2 separate regions of the Drosophila melanogaster genome follow, and region 2 is linked to region 1. A link is a contact called in public Hi-C data. All regions are on one chromosome and are shown on one strand. The core of a region is the stretch at or near the end of the contact, and the rest is flanking DNA. Distances in the headings are between cores, read along the strand shown.

What was found. Hi-C and Micro-C count contacts between places; a contact is called where the count stands out from the background.
Region 2: a Hi-C map of the Kc167 cell line shows a contact between it and region 1, with 2.1 times the contacts expected there. A contact is called at or near these places in 49 of 107 Hi-C or Micro-C datasets (the Clone 8 cell line, the D17-c3 cell line, the Kc167 cell line and 15 more) and 4 of 7 datasets of targeted methods (the Kc167 cell line and the S2 cell line).

The regions. Positions count from the first base shown.
Region 1 is chr3R:9,709,803-9,714,076 of dm6, forward strand. dmt (dalmatian) reads left to right here and starts at 1,340. Exons shown (of 3, transcript NM_079571.2): 1 at 1,340-1,888; 2 at 1,948-3,779; 3 at 4,065-4,274. The coding sequence starts at 1,408. trbd (trabid) reads right to left here and starts at 1,235. Exons shown (of 9, transcript NM_141674.3): 1 at 679-1,235. It overlaps scaRNA:PsiU1-6 (small Cajal body-specific RNA : PsiU1-6), which reads left to right and starts at 3,805; the gene lies at 3,805-3,963.
Region 2 is chr3R:9,751,550-9,756,096 of dm6, forward strand. It overlaps Tti1 (Telo2 interacting protein 1), which reads right to left and starts at 3,137. Exons shown (of 5, transcript NM_141680.2): 1 at 2,848-3,137; 2 at 2,291-2,789; 3 at 1,131-2,231; 4 at 6-1,081. The coding sequence starts at 3,032. Rpt3R (Regulatory particle triple-A ATPase 3-related) reads right to left here. Exons shown (of 3, transcript NM_169308.4): 2 at 4,071-4,547; 3 at 3,186-4,022. The coding sequence ends at 3,349.

The DNA.
Region 1 (4,274 bases), core at 90-2,589:
ATTCAAAAGAAAAAGATTATCTAAAAACTAATATTGGATTTATAAGTACGCAGGGAAATCTACAATTTGGAGGACATTTCAATTTACCTTGACTTATTTTGCAAAGTATAAAGACTATATGCATGACTCGTTTTGGGGGACAACTATCTACCAATGAATGTATCTACTAAGCTACTATTCTTTGGATAAGCGAACCGAAAGGGTATCCCTAAAGTCGGTGAGCGGCGAATCCACCACTTCCGACTCGTTAATAAGGTCAAACAACGGTTAGCGAGGCAGAAGCAGTGTCCTTGACCCTGAGACATAATTCGCAGATACATCCACAGATATGTACATCTGCCTTGGCTCCATTTCCATTTCCCCCACTGGCGTCACAGTCAGCCTTCGGGTTCTCGTTGCCTGGGATTGGATTGGAATGAATTGGATAGGGTCTGGTTTTGGTAGTAGTGGTGGTATAGGTGGTAGTGGTTCAACTGCTGGGTCGGTTGCATTTATTTGTTGCCATTATAATTCGCCTATGTATGTATGGCATGTGTCGCGTGCGATGTACGTACGTATGTATGTACGCTGGTATGCCAGTTTTCGCGCTAGTTTCTTATTGGGATTCGCCCCGTGCCATCCCAACCATCCCACAACCGCCTCCACCCCCCTTCCCACATCGACGTCTTTACACAGTACCTGGCGCAGAAAATCGCAAGGCCTTTTGCAGCAGTCCCAGAAAACGCGAATGCGACTGCGACCACGACAGCGATTGGATTCGATTCGAATCGAGTCGATTTAAATATATAACACAATCACAATAGGGACCGCGAGTATAGCATTAGTATTATAGTAGCTATAAGGTGTAGTTGCTATAGTCGCCGTCGGCCACCCGCGCCCGCAGCAGCGACACTATGTCGACGTCGATCCAATATTGCCAGTAATGAGCGCTGGCAGCAGGCAGGAAAATCACAATTACAAAACAAAGACGATGAGAAAACTTTCACTCGATTTTCAGTTTGGGGGGTTTTCTTTCTTGCTTTCCTTCTCAATTTTCAGCTGTACTTGCTTGGGGCGCGTGAAACGAAACTGCCCGCACACATTCACGGCGACGAACACACGCACGGTGGATCGTAGTGCAAGGAATTTGGAATTTGGATTATTTGGAAACAGCTAATTATTTATTTTTTACATTATTGCGAGGCCAATCATCTGGTTCTCTGTCCGCCTATCGACAACTATCGGTGCTCCGTCCCTGGCGCTCAGTGTTGAAAAGTGTCTCGGTTAGCTGGTTAGTCAAGCTTCACACCTACTGGTGTTCAGTGGTTTTCATGGCAAGTCTTAGAGATCGGGGGATGGTCATACTAGTAAATAAAATGGCGGGAGCTGTACATGAATTTCATTTGGTAAACAAATTATATTCTTAAAATGGTAAGAACACGGCCGGTGCCGTGTGTTCCGTCGCCAGATGTGAACACCGCAACGAGACGCAATCCCGGGCGTCCCAAGAAACAGTCCATCGGAGCTGACTTAAGCACAACGATAAGCAAACCCGGGCGTCCCAAGAAGCTGTCCATCGGAGCTGATTTGACCACAATACGTAAACCCGGGCGTCCCAAGAAACTCGGAGCTGATTTGACCACGATAATACGAAAACCCGGGCGTCCCACGAAACTATCAAACAAACAATCTTTGACAGCCCTAAACGAGCCAGAGTGTCGCATAAGAAAATGCGTGGTAAAAATAAGGCGCATTAAGGTAAAAAACGGTGTCGTATCCGAAATTTCTCGAAATGATGCGCCTGATGTGGATGCCAGCACTTTTGAGCCGGCTCGCAACTCGACGATGTACATTCCTTCGAAGGTACAGAAATCAACGCAACCCCAAAATATCAAGGAAAATGTGGCAGGTAAGAGGCTCTCACCAGGCGGATGATGGACTTTTCTTGATAAGCACAACTACTTGCAGGTCCCGAAACATCGCCATGTCAGCAACGCATAAGGAGTAAAAGCCCTAGTGGACCGGCAGCTGAGATTTCGCCCAAAAAACCACCTCGTTTCTTCCACAGAGATCAGCCTTTAACCAGGACACGATCATCGGTGACCCGCAACGTTTTCGATTTTCTGTCGCAGTCGCAGATCGAAGATGACAGTGACAGGGAGGATCCGGCGGCAGACATAATTCAGCGTTTGGTTAAGGATGGAAAGGCCTGCGTAATGGTGCGGTCAAGAAAAATCGGCAAACCGAGAGCCAAAAGAACAGCAAAGAAGGTCCGACCTGTGGGTAATCGAAGAAAGGTTTCGACAAAAGACAATGAGCCTGAGCCAGTCAAGGTCGTTCCCAAGTCCATAGAACCGCGCCTTCAAAAGCCATCACGCTCCTTATCGACCATTTTCGAGCCCGAGGAAGATTATAGCAACGATTCGGAGCACGGATACGTGCAGCCCATCGAAGTGCCCGTCCAGGTACATGTGGAGCCGAGCACTTCTAAGCAAGCGCACGAAGGAGCCTACAGTAATTTGGCCCGATCCGTAATGCTTAACCAGACCCAGGCGCAAAATCCACTGCCATCTACAGACAGACGTCGAGAACTTATCAACATGGCGCGACAATTGGTTAGCACGCCGCTGAATCGCAGAGCTCCTCCGGTGACAGATGTTAGTGCCACCACCACTGCATTGTCGCCTATTGCCCACCAGTCTCCAAATGCAGTTAGGACCGCGGGAGGCAAATCCCCCTGGCGCGTTTCCGACGATTCACCATTGCCCAATACTTTCATGTTTGGTTTCAACAACTCCCAGATGCCATCGTACTCCAGTGATCATGTGCAACGTCGGCATGTCTATGTGCCAGATTCGCCGGTAGAGCATGCTGAGAACATCCCTCACGAGGAATCCATTTGTCCGCCTTTGCACGAGCAAAATCATGACTCAAATGCGAACGACTCGAATGAGGAGAACCGTCCCCCTCCCACAATTAGCAAATCGATGTCGATCAATGACCAGGAAAGCGAAGAGAATGCGGAGAACTTTGTGCACCTGCCGAATCCTCGGAGAACGCTGCAGAAACGAACGCCCTTTAAGGATATTAACATACTAGAAGTAGTGACACTGCCGTCTTGGAAGAAGAACGTGACGGCCACTGTTTCAAAAGAAATCACTCCTACCAGAGTGGCACCTCGTCCAATGGCGACGTCATCCCCAGCGCAACGCAGTCAAACGCGGTCGAATCTTTTTGGTTTCGATGATGATTTTGCATGTGAAGATATACCTAGAAAGTCAACTACTCCCTCAAAAGGTATCGCTCCTACCAGTATGTCCTTAAACAGAGAAGTGACTCCTGCTTTAGCTAATCGTAATCAAACGGAAGTAAATACTTTCGGATGCAACGAAATATTGCCCTGTGAAAATATACCAAAAGAAAAGGAAACGAATACGGAAGAACGAACATCATCTTCACAAAACCTCTTTGGATTCGATGAATTTATCACCGAAAGCCAAGATTCGCCAGCCAATTTCACGGGGCTGAGTCAAAATGTAAATCTGCATGATAAGCTCCATCGTCTTGCGGAGCTGCGACCCAGAGATGGTGAGCTTCCACAAGTATCATATACCTCTATTCGTTCCGATTGCCTGGGCGAATCACATTCGAAGCAAACCGACATCAGATATATGTTGTGCTCCACTATGATTGCGCCGCCCCGACCGGCGAAACGGAAACCTGCTGCACCCACTGCTAGGGAATCGATGGGATTGTTTAGGGTTGACCAGGACGAGCCGGAGCAATCATTTGCCGATAAGGTAGGATTTATGTAATGGGTTCGTCCAAGCGTTGGGAAAGCGTCGACACTGTAAACAGTGAGTGTAGACACTGACCTCATAACGCTAGATTAACTTAAAACTGAGACGTTAACGTTTTAGTTGAGCAAACAGGGCCGCAAAGATTTAAGTCTTTCTTTGATCGGTAGTAAGCCGCTCACACAAATAAAAATTTTAGTCGTAAGTCTGTAGTTTTGTATACAACATTTGAAATCTTTTATTTTGGCAAACGGCGCCTAATTGTTTTAAAAATTCAACCTGTTCTAGCAACCCAGACGAACCTATGTGAAGGAGCGTCCGCAACGTAAGCGAAAGAAGCGAGTGCAGATATTGTACATCGAAAGTGAAAGTGAGGACGAGGACGAGCAGGACTCGCACGACAAGAGCTTGGATTCTCCGGAGAAGAAGCGGCATCACGTTAAACGGCCACGCAGAGACATCGAGCATGAGGCTAAATTGGAGCAGTTCGTCACCAGT
Region 2 (4,547 bases), core at 1,887-4,386, 44 kb after region 1:
CTTACCTAAGGCTGCGTTTAAGTATAAAGTCCTTGGCATGAACGCCTAGCAAGTGCAGCAGGGTGAAGCATCGGTTTAGCACCAATGCGTCCTTTTGGCGGAATTTTTCGATCAGAGGTTGCCACACTAGATGCACTAATGGCAGCAGCTCGTCCTCGTAGTCCGCCAGTAATGGCAGACCACTGGAGAAACATTCCAAAGCTGCAATCTGCTGCCCCTGATCGGCGGTGGAAATGAACTTGATTACTTGACCTAGTATATCCTTAACCATTTCCACGTGGCGCGGAAGCACGGGCTTCGTGGGTTTCTCTTCCGTGTCATCCGCATCGTCGGCTTCATCCTTTGCCGGCTCCTCGGCGTCGCCCATGTTGGTGTCGCCATTCAGATCTTTCAATAACTTTGGCCTCTCCAGCACACTCATCCACGTGCTTAGGACATTCTGCTCCTCATCCACTTGCATCGGCAGCTCGGTATCAACCTCCGCCGCAGCATCATCATGCCAATCGGAAACATGATTCAGGAATGATTTGAAGACGCGAAGATAAGAGTGCACGTTGGTTGTCTGGTGTGATTTGGAGCACTCTTCGCGTATAGTTTGGAATAAGCTGTCCAGGTGGGGCACATTGCCGCGTGTGCTGTACTGCAACACGACGGTGAGGATGTCCACGGCGGCCGTGCTATCTGGCGATCGTTTTAGCAACGCGTTTAGGTGAAAAGTGATGTAGTCGGTGGAGCATTCGATAAAATGTGAGGGCTCCGCATATTTAAGAGCGTACTGCATGGAAACGAAGGCGAAACTGGCCGCTTGATGGACGATAGTGTTACTGCTAGCCACCTTGAGAAGCACTTTGTGTAGACTTAAAAATATATGCCTGTCGAAGGTATCACCAATAAATCTGGCACAGTGACCCACTGCATCCAAAATTAGGCAGGTGTGCAGAACATTAAACTGGGCGTCTGCAATGGTCACCCGACTACCGACCACCTCCGTCTGCTCGTCATCAGAATCGCAGTCCTGGGTGCGTACCTCAATCGCCGATGAATAGATGCCAGGAGTACGGTCCTCAAACCAATGCGTGGGCTAAAAAAAATTATAGTACACATTGTACACATATAAAATCCATTCTCACCTTGTTGACCTTAAGGCGCCACGCCGAGTCCGGCTGAAGGGCCAGGTTCCAATGCTCGTCTCGAAGGATCTGGTCCAAGAAAAGTTTAGCCAGCACCAGTCGACTTCCCCGCGCCTTCTTCTCCTGCGGCGTTACCATCAGTGTTAGAAGCAGCACACACTCGTTCATGGATGGTGACCTTTGCTGAATCATCTCCTGACAGTAATCAAATACAAGTCGATTTATTGTTGGCTCAGTACCCAACAGGGCTCCAATGTCATATAGGATATCAACTGTACGCCTTGAGCTTAGATACTTGAACTGCCTCCAAGGCAGTTTGGCCAGTTCGGCGGCCAGACCTTTGGAATCACCTTCTCGAATACGTCGAAGTGAGTATTCCTCGTTGAGAAGGTCCCTGGTTGGCCGTTGATCTAGTGCTGTCAACAGACAAGTGACGAACATCTCCAGATTTTTGGGAACTAGCAGCAATAGCTGCAATTTATCGGTGTTGACGTTGCGTAGGAATCCTTTGAAGAACAGAAGCTCGGCAAACTGTTCGTTGTCCTCGCAGCGATGCAGTATGCGTGGCCATTTATTGAGGTGTGCATCTAGCAGCATCTCCGCATTCTCATCGAATATGTCTTGGCTGCTGGCCTGTTGTTGCAGCAGAAGTAGGGTGTCCCTGCACCGCTGGGCTATCTTCTCATTCTCGTCCTCTGACAGAGCCAATACGCTCTCTAGTACATGGAGAAAGTTTCCCCTCAGATTGTAAGCACAATGTTTTAGCAACAGGCAACACATATCGGAGTAGGATTCCCTTACCCGTATTGCGCTGTGAGTCCGTAGAATACTCATTTCGGCAAATATTGGTCGAAGGTGCCTCGAAGTGGCGGCCACCCACTGATGCGAACGAAGCTCCGTTTGCATTTGATGCAATCGCTCCTCATTCTGTTCTGTAGTAGCCTTCTTGCTGGCAAAAAAGGTGAAATCGCATTGATGAGCCTCTTCGTTGTTTTTGAACAGTTTGCGGAAGGCATCTCCATCGTAGCGCATTTTTATAAACTCATTAGTGGTCTCCTCAAACATTATGCAAATAATGCGTCCCAGCGCTTGAATTGCCATCTAATTATAATATTTAAATCAATATAAATGAAGTTATACAAAACCATCGAAAAACTCACCGATTTTATAGTCTCTCCCACCTTGTCATCTTTCATTGATGTTTTGAACAGCACGATGAGTACCTTGGGAAGGAATATAAATATGGTATTGGCTACCTGACTACGCAGGACAACATCCACTTGATCGGATTCGTCATGGACATAGAAAACCATCATCAGACACTGAATGGCTGTCTGTACGAGTTTTCGATACTTTTCCTGTTCGATGATTTCCAAGAGCATGATCAGTATCTGGCCAATAACCATCGCAGTCTCCTTAACGTAGAAAGATTCCACCACATCAGTGGTGGAGCGACGAAGTGCCTCGAATATACACTGAACGGCTGCCAGTTTGATTTCCTCGGAAAGGTTTGGTCGCATGGACGCTGTCTTGGAGTCGCGTACCTGTTGCAGCACCACCACCAGGATGGAACGCAGACCCTTCTCATCGGCCAGGTATGTTTTGGAGACAATGTTGCTTAAGCAGTTCATCAGGCTGGTGCGAAGTTCCTGGTTTTCTCTGCGGAAGAGACAGTCTTCTCTGAAGTCGAAAACCCAAGCGGAGCGGAGCCACTTACCCGGTTAGCTCATCCAGTTTGACCACCAGTGGCACCACCGTTTGCACCTGGTAAATGCGCATTTCTCCAAAGTTGAATCCCTCGATTGCGCGCTCCACCACCGACAACGTGTCCTTGCTGGGCTCCTTGATGAAGCCTTCCACCGCTGGCTTTATCTTCGTCACATACCACTCTAGATGCATCATCGTGGCAGCAGTATTCACTAACCAAATAAACCCAAAGCGAAACCCGGCAAAATCCGGGAAGAAGTTTTGAACCAACAGCTGTTCCGACAGTCACATGCAAACGCGCGCGTTTTCACCCCCGCCACCCACAATCGCTATCGAAGTCTATCGGTTATTTTGAATTGCGCGCCAAGCCGCCCTTAATTTTGATTTTCTTTTATTTAAAGCACCAGTATTGACTAATATATTTCGAAGTTTCAGGATTTTGGTAAACTCGGGATTGGCTTTGTTAAATACTACAAGTTTACATATTCAGATTGTATTTGAAATTAATCATCTAGCTATAGAACTCATGCTGAGCTTCGTCCTTGCGCACGCTGGTCTTATAACCCTTTTCGAAGTCCTTGGCATTGACCACATAGCGATTCTCGCGCACTGCATGCATACCAGCCTCTTGGCAAATGGCATTGATATCCGCATTGGAGATCTTGTCCGGACGTGCAATGATGTCCTCCAGATCCACATCCTCACCCACATTCATTTTCGAGGTGATTGTGGTGAAAACTAAGCGCTTCTGGCGACGATCCGGCAATGGTAACTCAATTTTCCGATCCAAACGGCCGGGTCGTAACAGAGCCGGATCTAAGGTATCTGCACGATTGGTGGCCATGATAACCTTAATGTTGGTGGTCTCATCAAAGCCATCCATTTGGTTGAGTAGCTCCAGCAGGATGCGCTGCACCTCGCGATCAGCACCTGTCTGTGCATCAAAGCGCTTGGTGGCAATCGCATCGATCTCATCAATGAAGATAATTGAAGGAGAATTCTGCTTGGCCAGGCGGAAAAGATCTCGCACCATGCGTGGCCCCTCGCCTAGGTATTTCTGGACGAACTCGGAGCCCACGACACGAATAAATGATGCAGTTGTATGATGGGCCACCGCCTTGGCCAGCATGGTTTTGCCACATCCAGGTGGTCCAAAAAGGAGGACGCCGCGTGGGGGATCGATGCCTGGAAGAGAATTAGTGGAAATAGTCTTTTGATATTGCGAATACCCACCAATTTGCTTGTAAAGCTGGGCGTGGGTCAAGGGCAGCTCGACAGCCTCGCGTATCTCCTGTTTCTGGATGTCCAAGCCTCCAATGTCGGAGTAGCTGATATCCGGTTTCTCATCCGGCGATAGCATCGATATGGTGCTGTCCGCCTCCGGTGGCACCAGATCGACCAGACAATTGCTTTGCTTGTGCAGCCCAACCGAAGAGGACGGCTTCAGTTGCTCCCTGTCAATGGTGGATAGCACTCGAACATAGTAATTGGATCCGGTGGTGGAGGCCACTATGCCGTTGTTTTCATCCACCGCCTCCAGAAACTGGCCAATGACCAGAGGCACGGCTTTTATGCGCTTAACTTCCTCCTGAGCGTGTATGAACTCCTTCTTCAGATTGCGTTGCTCCTCCTTGATATAATCCTCCTGCACCTGGATGAGCTCCAGCTCCATCTGAAGCTTCTTATATAGTACATACAGATCATGCGGAT